Linked DNA regions of Gossypium raimondii: region 2 is linked to region 1. The links are chromatin contacts, called in public Hi-C maps. All regions are on one chromosome and are shown on one strand. The core of a region is the stretch at or near the end of the contact, and the rest is flanking DNA. Distances in the headings are between cores, read along the strand shown.

What was found. A called contact is a pair of places that touch in the nucleus more often than the background predicts.
Region 2: a Hi-C map of leaf shows a contact between it and region 1, with 5 times the contacts expected there. The contact joins the promoter of LOC105772903 here to the enhancer-like site in region 1. A contact is called at or near these places in 2 of 2 Hi-C or Micro-C datasets (both in leaf).

The regions. Positions count from the first base shown.
Region 1 is chr6:18,457,089-18,461,605 of ASM2569854v1, forward strand. It overlaps LOC105772298, which reads left to right. Exons shown (of 6, transcript XM_012593597.2): 6 at 1,086-2,340. The coding sequence ends at 2,204. It also overlaps the pseudogene LOC105772300. Among protein-coding and RNA genes, the nearest start is that of LOC105772298, 4.5 kb to the left of the region's middle. Within about 2 kb of position 2,008, the one cell type or tissue checked has open chromatin away from gene starts, as enhancers often do. A contact at or near this core is called in leaf, where this site is marked.
Region 2 is chr6:18,578,961-18,583,465 of ASM2569854v1, forward strand. LOC105772903 reads right to left here and starts at 2,081. Exons shown (of 2, transcript XM_012594393.2): 1 at 1,947-2,081; 2 at 1,083-1,626. The coding sequence starts at 1,616. The coding sequence ends at 1,230. LOC105772902 (serine hydroxymethyltransferase 3, chloroplastic) reads right to left here. Exons shown (of 11, transcript XM_012594392.2): 7 at 4,492-4,505; 8 at 4,289-4,375; 9 at 4,094-4,201; 10 at 3,615-3,687; 11 at 2,971-3,509. The coding sequence ends at 3,235. It overlaps LOC128041964 (a long non-coding RNA gene), which reads left to right. Exons shown (of 2, transcript XR_008197157.1): 2 at 14-1,102. It overlaps LOC128042197 (small nucleolar RNA R38), which reads right to left and starts at 1,817; the gene lies at 1,733-1,817.

The DNA.
Region 1 (4,517 bases), core at 758-3,257:
GCTATGGCAGCTGGTTGAGAAATTGTTGTAGGTGTCAAATGACCAATGGAAGATGAGCAGGTCCTCTACTTTGTAAGAGATTCGTAGCTGTTTTGTATCAAAATCTTCTGGTTCTAGCTTAATATTAGGAACTGGATAACATGGTGGTTTTCATTGTTCACTGCTTGGTACCCTTGAAATCAAATCTTATGGGTTTAGTTATAATTTTACATGTTAAGTTCAAATTGTCAAGCTCTTCACATGCAGTTGCTTTCTTATATATTATTAAGGTAAATGGTCTTTTACTATTTGGATGGAGGTCAAACTGAATGGTTCGAATTTGGTGAAGACTGATGGTTATTGTCCTTCAGTCTTCCTAAAGATTTGTGCTAAGATTTTGATAAAAATATTGAAGTTTTATCACCATAAAGGGGAATTCCTTGTTCATGTTTTGATATCTTAACATAACTTGACTGTGACCACCAGTTAGTCGCCTTATCTGAATGCAGATATTCATTTTATAAGTGTAATACCTATAATGCTTTTTTCCCTTCTTTGGTTCAGAGAATTCTAGGATCTGTTCTAGGCGATAATCATTTGCTTAATGCATGTTGGTTGATCTATCTAGGTCGTTGGCATTCCTTATCTGATATTCTGTTTTTTAAAATGTATCAATTGGATTATTGGATAGATGATATAGAGTGAACTTTTAACTGTGAGAGTTTCTTGCCTGTATATGGCAATTGGGTTCATAGTTCCTTTTGCTATGATGTAAAAGCTTCTATTAGTATCTGTGGGGTTCTTTTTTTTTTTTTCTTTTTGCACCCATTCACTTCAAATAGGGAAATGATGGGCTTCTGCTGGAGTAAACTCAATAATTCCTCCGACCATACGGTATGTAGGCATTATACTCTTCGTAGTTTATGCTATAGTACAAATCCATTAAATCCACTGAACACATTTTGTTTATTTTTGCAGTTTTATGCTGAGTTGATATTGTATATGCCTCTTGTATATATATGCATATTCTGTAATGCTGTATGTGTTTATGTGCTATCATCATCGGAAAGTACATATTGGTCATTTGAGGAATTGATCTTGTGCAGAACCGTATGAGAAATCCATCAATGGTTGGAGGATTTCCACAGCAAGGTTATCAAGCAAGACCAGCCTCAAGCTGGGGCCAAGGGGCTCCTCCAATGCAACAGCCTGGTTATGGTTATTTGCAGCCTGGGGCATATCCTGGCCCATCATCGCAGTACAACATGTTGCAGCCTCCTTATGGGGGCTACCCTTCCCAACCGTCATCTGGTGGATATGCCTCTGGTTGGGACCAGTCATCTGTACAACCAAACCAGCAAACCTCTGCTGCAAGTGGTTATGATTACTATAACCAACAGCCTTCACAGCAGCAGCAGCAAACCTCTGGTGATTCGGTAACTCCAGCTGATAACAGTGGTTACAATTACAGTCAACCTCCAGCTTCTAGCTATATGCAACCAGGACAAGGTTATTCTCAGTATGGCTATGGTGGATACCATCAATCTGGTTATGGGCAGCCATCATCATACGATCAGCAGCAAAGTTATGGTTCTGCTTCGAGCTACGGTAATGTGACAAATCCAACTCAAGGTGGTCAAGGGGATTCAGGTCAGGCACCTACGTCTACCCAACCGTCTGCAACAGGCCAACAAGGGTATAATACTAGTCAGCAGCCTAACCCAAACCCTGGAAGTTATCCACCTCCAGGAAGTACTCAACCTGGTTATGGAATGCCGCCTTCCCAAACTGGCTATGGGAATCAGCCACCAGCACAGCCTGGTTATGGAGCTGGATATGGACAACCACAAACGCAGAAACCTTTGGCCAATCCCCAGATGTATGGGCAGGCTCAACAGTCGCCTAGCACCCCAGGAAGTTATGGCCAGCCAGGATATCATTCACAGCCGCCATCTTCTGGTTATGGTCAACCAGAGACAGGTTCACAACTTGCTCAACCACCAAGTTATGGTGCGGCATCTGCCCAGCCTGGATATGGAGCCCCAACCTATGGAGCTGGTTATGGAGCACCTTATAACACCTCTTATGGTGGTAGTTACTCACAGCCTCCAACATATCCAGCCGACAACAATGCTGGTGGGAGCACTAATGGAAATTACGATGCAGCACCAGCATCTAAAACTGTTGACCAGGGTGGAGTTGCCAAGGCATCCCCCAAAAGTTGATTTGGCCGTAGTACGATTTTATAATTTTGAATTTGTGGTCTAGTTTTTGCATTGTTTTTAGGACAATGCTTAGAGTGTGTTGAGTGTTTTTACTTGAATATTTAAATGTGCTTTTAATGGTATTGGATTTGGTTTATTTGTGCTTTTGGTATAAATGCAAGGTGGTTATTAGTAGTGGTTTATTTGAGATGATGCATTTATATTATGGTTGAATCCAAAATTCACCACTCTTAAGGCAAGCAAAATGGATATTGTCCGTAAATGCAATTGTTTGGGCTGAACATCAACTATATAAAAAACATGGCAACATCTCCAATTATATGTTAAATGCTTCTATCATTCTATTTCTTCCTTGCTTGAACTCGTTATAAGATCCTCCATTTTCTCCCAATTTGAGGCTATTTCAATTTGAAATCTAAGAATGTTAGTTGCCATGTGGTGAACTATAGATACCGTGATTACAACAAAAGAGAATTTAAAGTATGCTTTAAAATTGTACTATTTAAATTTGAATTGATTAACTTATTTTTGGGTACCTAAGTCTGTGTTTAATAAATAAGGATTTGTCTGGTTTTTAAAAATATTTTCTGTTTTTATGTTTAGAAAACAATTTTCATTTTATAAAAAAAGAAAAGAAAACATGGTTGGTACCTATTTGAAAGATTGTTGAGAAAAAAAGATATTTTTGTGTTTATATTGAGTTTATTCAAAGTCATTATTTTCGATGTTAGTGAGAACAATGAAAACAATATTTTATTGATTTATAATTTTCGTCGTTTTTGGAGAAGCGAAAATGATTTTTATTTCCTAAAACTAAACACGAGGCTTCTTGAGAATTAATTGACGTATTAGAAATATGCTCCAGACTGAAGTAACCTTCTTTAATCCCTCTTTAGACGTCAAGTTTGATTTGATTAGGCTTCATATAACTCGATTCATGAAACATGGTTTAAAAATTTAAAGTAAATAGTGGCAGATTTATCTTCTTCACGAGGATATAGTGTGGTTGTACACAGCTTTTATCTTCATACCAAAAGATAATGGCAGCCATGGTTGAACCAAATATTTAGAGGATCGCCGAGCATAATTCTTACTCTCTGTGGATGCCACTATTATTTCACTCTTTCTATGGTATGTATATCAAACAAATCTCCGTCATTCATTCTTATCTATACCCTCTTTCAATTAAACCTTTTTTTATGATTTTTTTCATCAATGGAGATGATTCCTAAATGCAAATACCACCTTTGGTCTTAATAGTAGCAAAACAAACGCCAAGATCGAACAGAAGAACAGTTTAACAAGGTATCTCACTGGCTCGTAGTTGGTTTCTTCAGCAGCTTCCCTTGATGCTGACAGTGCTTTTGCAGATGGTAGAGCTTCAACTACTGCATCAGCTAGATCCGTGATGAAGGAAGAGGTGCAACCTAGGGCAGGAACACGACCCCAATTCTCGATTCCGGATTCAAGAGCTAAGTGCTTATATTCCATGTCAATCTCTTCCAGGGTTTCTATGTGTTCACTCACAAAGCTGGAATTGAGATGGATCTAGAGTTAATATTTTCCCCTTACATAATCATGCATTTCAAAGCACACCTACCTCAGTAACAACTCATGTACCTATCGGAACAGCTAGAAGACTCTTCACACCTTTCTGTCCAAGCTCAACAAGCACTTCGTCTGTGTAGGGCTTTAACCATTGCACAGGCCCAACTCGAATCTGGTATGGAAGCATGAAGAAGAAGTTGAGCATAACAGTTTTTATTACTTTTTTCTTATTTTATGAGTGACAGCCGAAACTTTGTTCTAAAACCAACGTGGTAAGCAAGGGTATGATCATTTCCAATTCCTCTAGATTTCAGCTCTAGCATAATTAAGTAGACGCACTCCTCCATTTGATCTTTGTATGGATCTCCAGCATCCTCAACATAACTATCAGGCACCCCATGGGCACTAAAGAATATCATGACCTGAAGTTCAAATGAATACATATTATCCTAATCCTTGACTTTAGGCATAAAAGATTACAGACTAGACCATACGGTAAGCAAACAAACCTCTTCAGGCTTTGCAAATCTCTCCAATTCTTCTTTAATCAAGTCAGCCATGGAACAAATATAACCTTGTCGTTGGTACCAAGAGAGGATGACAGAAACAGGTAGTCTCGATAAATACACATCTTCCCTGAAATATAACTTGCATTACAGCCATTCACAAAGGGGAACGCTGATGGATGAAGTCAAGCAGAAAATTATAACACAAATTATCAACACCAACCTGAAAATATGCTGGAGAACTCGGATGCTTGACCCA
Region 2 (4,505 bases), core at 831-3,330, 120 kb after region 1:
GTAACCAAGCAAGTCACTACAAGTGCAAATTTTAGTGTGCCGCCAACGTGGGGTGCTCTAAGAAGAACAAGTCGAGGGGATACAATGGGTTAACCGGTTGACTAAGGGTGGGTTTGGATGGACGGTGAGTTTACTTGCGATTAGTGTAAAAACAGCGATAGTGGTGAGATTAGATACTGTAGTGATACTGTAACGTGAGACAAAAAGTAAGTTAAACGCACTGCACCGCACCCAATCGCCCATCCAAACTCACCTAAGTTTTGGTTGTGTAATTGATCAAGATTGGCAGACCCTTAAGGAGAGACGAATAGGAAATGACATCTCCGGAATAGATGGGAAAGCTTCTCCTCTCAACTGCCAACTCAACCTTAGTGTACTGCATAGTACGCCAATTACAACTACTGAAGGAAGGTATGCCCTTGTTTGAAAATTACACAGAATCTAGAAAGTTTACAATAGGCAGTGCGTATGAGTTTTGGATTATAACAACGTTGGACGAGTGCAGAACCAGGAATGGTATTATCATGTATGGCTTGACAATAACCTCAACGACAAGAACTGGTACCCAAAACCCACAATACCCTGCCATCTCATCTTTGCCAAAACTTTTGACAGTCCTTGTAGGCTAGACAAATTTCTTGAACGTGCAACTACTGAGTAGCCTATCCTGTTAAGTTCTTGAGATGGAGGAAACCCAACCTTGGTGTAAAATAAATTCGGCAACGAGGAATCCTGGCAGGGGAGGAGCTGAAGTTATTAGGGATCACAATGGAAATTGGGTAAAAGGATCATATCGACACATACCACAGGCAACAAGCGTGGAAGCAAAACTCTGGACTTGGTATTATTAATATATATACAAGTAGAAGTAGATGCAACTGCTGTAATAAGTCACATTTCAAACGCCATTACTTCAATGTGCAAGAATGAGGTGATGTAATTATTGTTTGTAGTGAAGCACCCTTACAACTAGCTTCCTTCTTGACAAATACCCGCAATCTGTAGCTCAAATAGAACAAATAGTTTTGATTTGAAAATTTTCGTGTGAGTAGTAATCAAAATAAACAAAAAAAATCAGCTCATGGAAGAGAATGAATCAAAATTTGCATTTCATGTAAAAACTTCATGCCTTGCGTTATACAACAATCATATTTAGCCTAAAACCCTCAAATTTCTGAAATTTGAAAATTAAAGTAACAAAGACTAAATTAAAACCAAAATCCCATTTATCAAAAACAACAATCACAATCAAATGGGCATAGTGGCGTACTTCCAGCATCAGATTTACTAATACCCAATTCTTCTTCAGTGTAAATTGCAAAACCATCTGCTGTTCTTTTCCGAGGCCGAGAAGAAGATTCATTGAATCCTCCTTCCCTGTTGGTTTCTTTACTCTTTTTACTCTTCTTTTTCGACGATTTGGGTTTTGAAATTTCATCGCCGTTCGGTTTCTCGGACCCTTTCGGGTCGGGTTTCTTCCTCTTTTTACCTGCAAATATCTCGTCGATTTCGTTACCAGCCACTTTAGAAGCTGAATTATTCTGTTCTGGAACAGATTCTTCTTTTTTATTTTTTGCTTTTCTAGAAGGCGTCGTTGAAGAACCCTTCTTCGCCATTAGGTTGAATCTGCAACTTCAAAACAAAAAATTATAGCATACGAAGAACTGAAATCAACAAAAACGAAACTTGAAGAAATATTAAATATATTTATTAAAAGAAAAAATAATACGAATGTTGTGTCAGAGAACACATTATCAGCACTGGAAATCAGACAGGGATAACTGTAATAATATTAAATTTTCTCATCATTCACAACATCGTTTCAAAAAAAGTTGTTTCAAGGAATCTTCGACGAATAAACGGATTAAATCCCGAAAAAAGAAAAACCCAGAGAAGGAAATATCGTCCTATGGATATAAAAAGTAATTATCACTGGTGCCTCCTACCTCGCAGTGAGATCCAAGAAGAGATTACGATATGGTTTTCTCCTGAACGGAAACAAAGAAGCAGAAACAAAACGAAGCGGAGGAGTGTGAGACTGAGTTTATTTGAAACCCTAAATTGGGTAAAAGATGATTATATATATGCCCTTTGTTTCGGGTTAAGGGTTTAAGGCTGGGCTTTCTCAAATGTTTAGGCTTTTGCTTATAAAATGGACCTTTTTTCTTTCGGCCTTCTTGTGAATGTAATATAGATTGTATGATTAAATTAATATTTAGGTACTCTTAATTATTTTTTCTAATATTTACGTCTAAGTTTGCTATCAGTTTCTATATTATTTGCATATTTAGCATTTTATATTTTATTATTTTAAAAATAATAATAATCTTTTTACTCTTAATTGAAGTCCAATAATTTCGACAAAAAAATTTAATTAAGTTGGATTAAGTAATATCCTTTTAGAAAATTGTTCGTGATAATTTTAAATAGTAATATATGATAAGTAGAAATGCTCATGAGTCAGGTCGGGTCAGGTTGCGTTTGGGTCGGATCCATGTAAGGTATTTAGATTAATTTTTTAAGCCCGAGTCTGGCTCAAGCTCTTAATTTAAGAAAAGTAAACTCGGGCTTGACCCGACTTCCCATGTTTAATTTTTTTAGATTAATTTTATTTAAATATAATATATAATATAATAAAAAATGTTAAAATAAAACTTTCTAACTTTCATATTTAAAAACACTACTATAAATATAATAATTATCTTATTAAATTGAAAAACACAAATAAATCTAATAAATATTTTATTGTATTAAATATAATTTTAAAATTTTATATTTTGAGTTGAACAAACCCTCCATCTAAAATAAATAAATAAAAAATCTTTGAGGGCATTATCAATTAAATTTCAAATAAATATACTACGTTCTAGGATTAAAAGTAAAAATATTAAATTTGAAATGCGTGACTAAGCGATCCACTTATAAATTTAAAATATTCTCAATTAAAAAGTTTTTCTTTTTCCATGAAAATAGAATCATAATGAATTATTTATATTATGTATTAATATTGTAGAGAAACCACATTTAAAGTGATAAAATTATTGCTGGTTGTCATCATAAACCAACGTTTAAGTCCTACGTTACTCATCCCCTTTCATCACTACATCTCAACACTTCAAAAATTTTCATAAATCTATGGAAACATTCAAATATAAACCCAGAAATCAGTGTTGGATTTCACCATGTTATGATATAATAATGTTCCCAGGTCTCTCATTACTAATTAAATCTCACTCATACGCCGGGAATGGGAAACTGGGTGGTAAGTGCTTCGACTCTACTACAAAGATTGGACACCTTATCCGTCAACGGAAAATCAGGAGACGAGACAAACTTCAAGAACTCTTGGACCTTTGATCCAGAAGCTAATCCCTTAGCCTCAATAGTGATTTGCACGCCCTCATGGATGAATTCAGCAATAGCCGTGAATTCCTTTTCTGTAAATCCTCTGGTAGTCATTGCAGGCGATCCAATGCGAATGCCACCCGGCACAAGTGCACTCTTATCCCCTGCAAATTTTGAGATGTATCAAGGATTGGTATAAATACATATAAAAAGGGAAAAAAAATTAATTATAAATGAACGGTAAAAAAGGGGAATAAGGAAGAACTTACCAGGCACCGAATTTTTGTTCAAGGTGATAGAGGCCATGTCAAGTATTTTCTCCACCCGAGCCCCATCAATACCCTGTTGCAGGAGTTCATTGATATAAAGGAGGCAAAAGGAGTTTAGGGTGTCTACAAGAGAATAAGAAAAACATGAGATCCTACGCCTCTAGACTTGTCAATTGGGCAGATCAGGTTGGTTTTGATCAGGTTTATTTGGGTTTTTGAATTTTTAGGTTCGTCAGTTTAAGGTTCAAGTTATTTAGGTTGGGGCTATTTAGGGCTTTTTGGGCCAAGTTATTTTCGGTTCAGGTCAAATTCGAGTTCAGATCAATTTGTATTTGGGTTGAGTGGATTCAGATTGTTGACTTTTTATAGCCAAATTGTGTAAGGTTGGTCAAGTTGAGTCAGGTTTTCGGTTTTGAGTCAATTTTGACAAGTCTAAATGCCACTCAAGTTTTGCATGTCTCACAGAGATGGTAACTTACCAATGGCCTTAGATCCACAAGCACAAGGTGATTATCACTACCACCAGAAACTAGTGTATAGCCAAGTTCAACCAATCGCCTTGCAAGAGCTCTACAATTAGACACTACCTGCAGCATGAAGTACCCATATTTTGACTTAATCACCACATAACTTTGCCTCTTTATTTTTTATTACTCATCTTTGAAGGAAAGTACCTGATTCTGGTAAGCCTTGAACTCGGGTGATTGTGCATGTTGCAAGCAAACTGCTAGTCCTCCAATTGTGTGGTTATGAGGTCCACCCTGCATATACAAACATTATGCTTCTCATGACTAGTTTCATAACTTGAAAGCCGGCAGAAGGATGGAATGGGGAATTCAGATTAGTAATAGGAGCAAAGGAGACCAATCAAACCAACCTGTAAACCTGGAA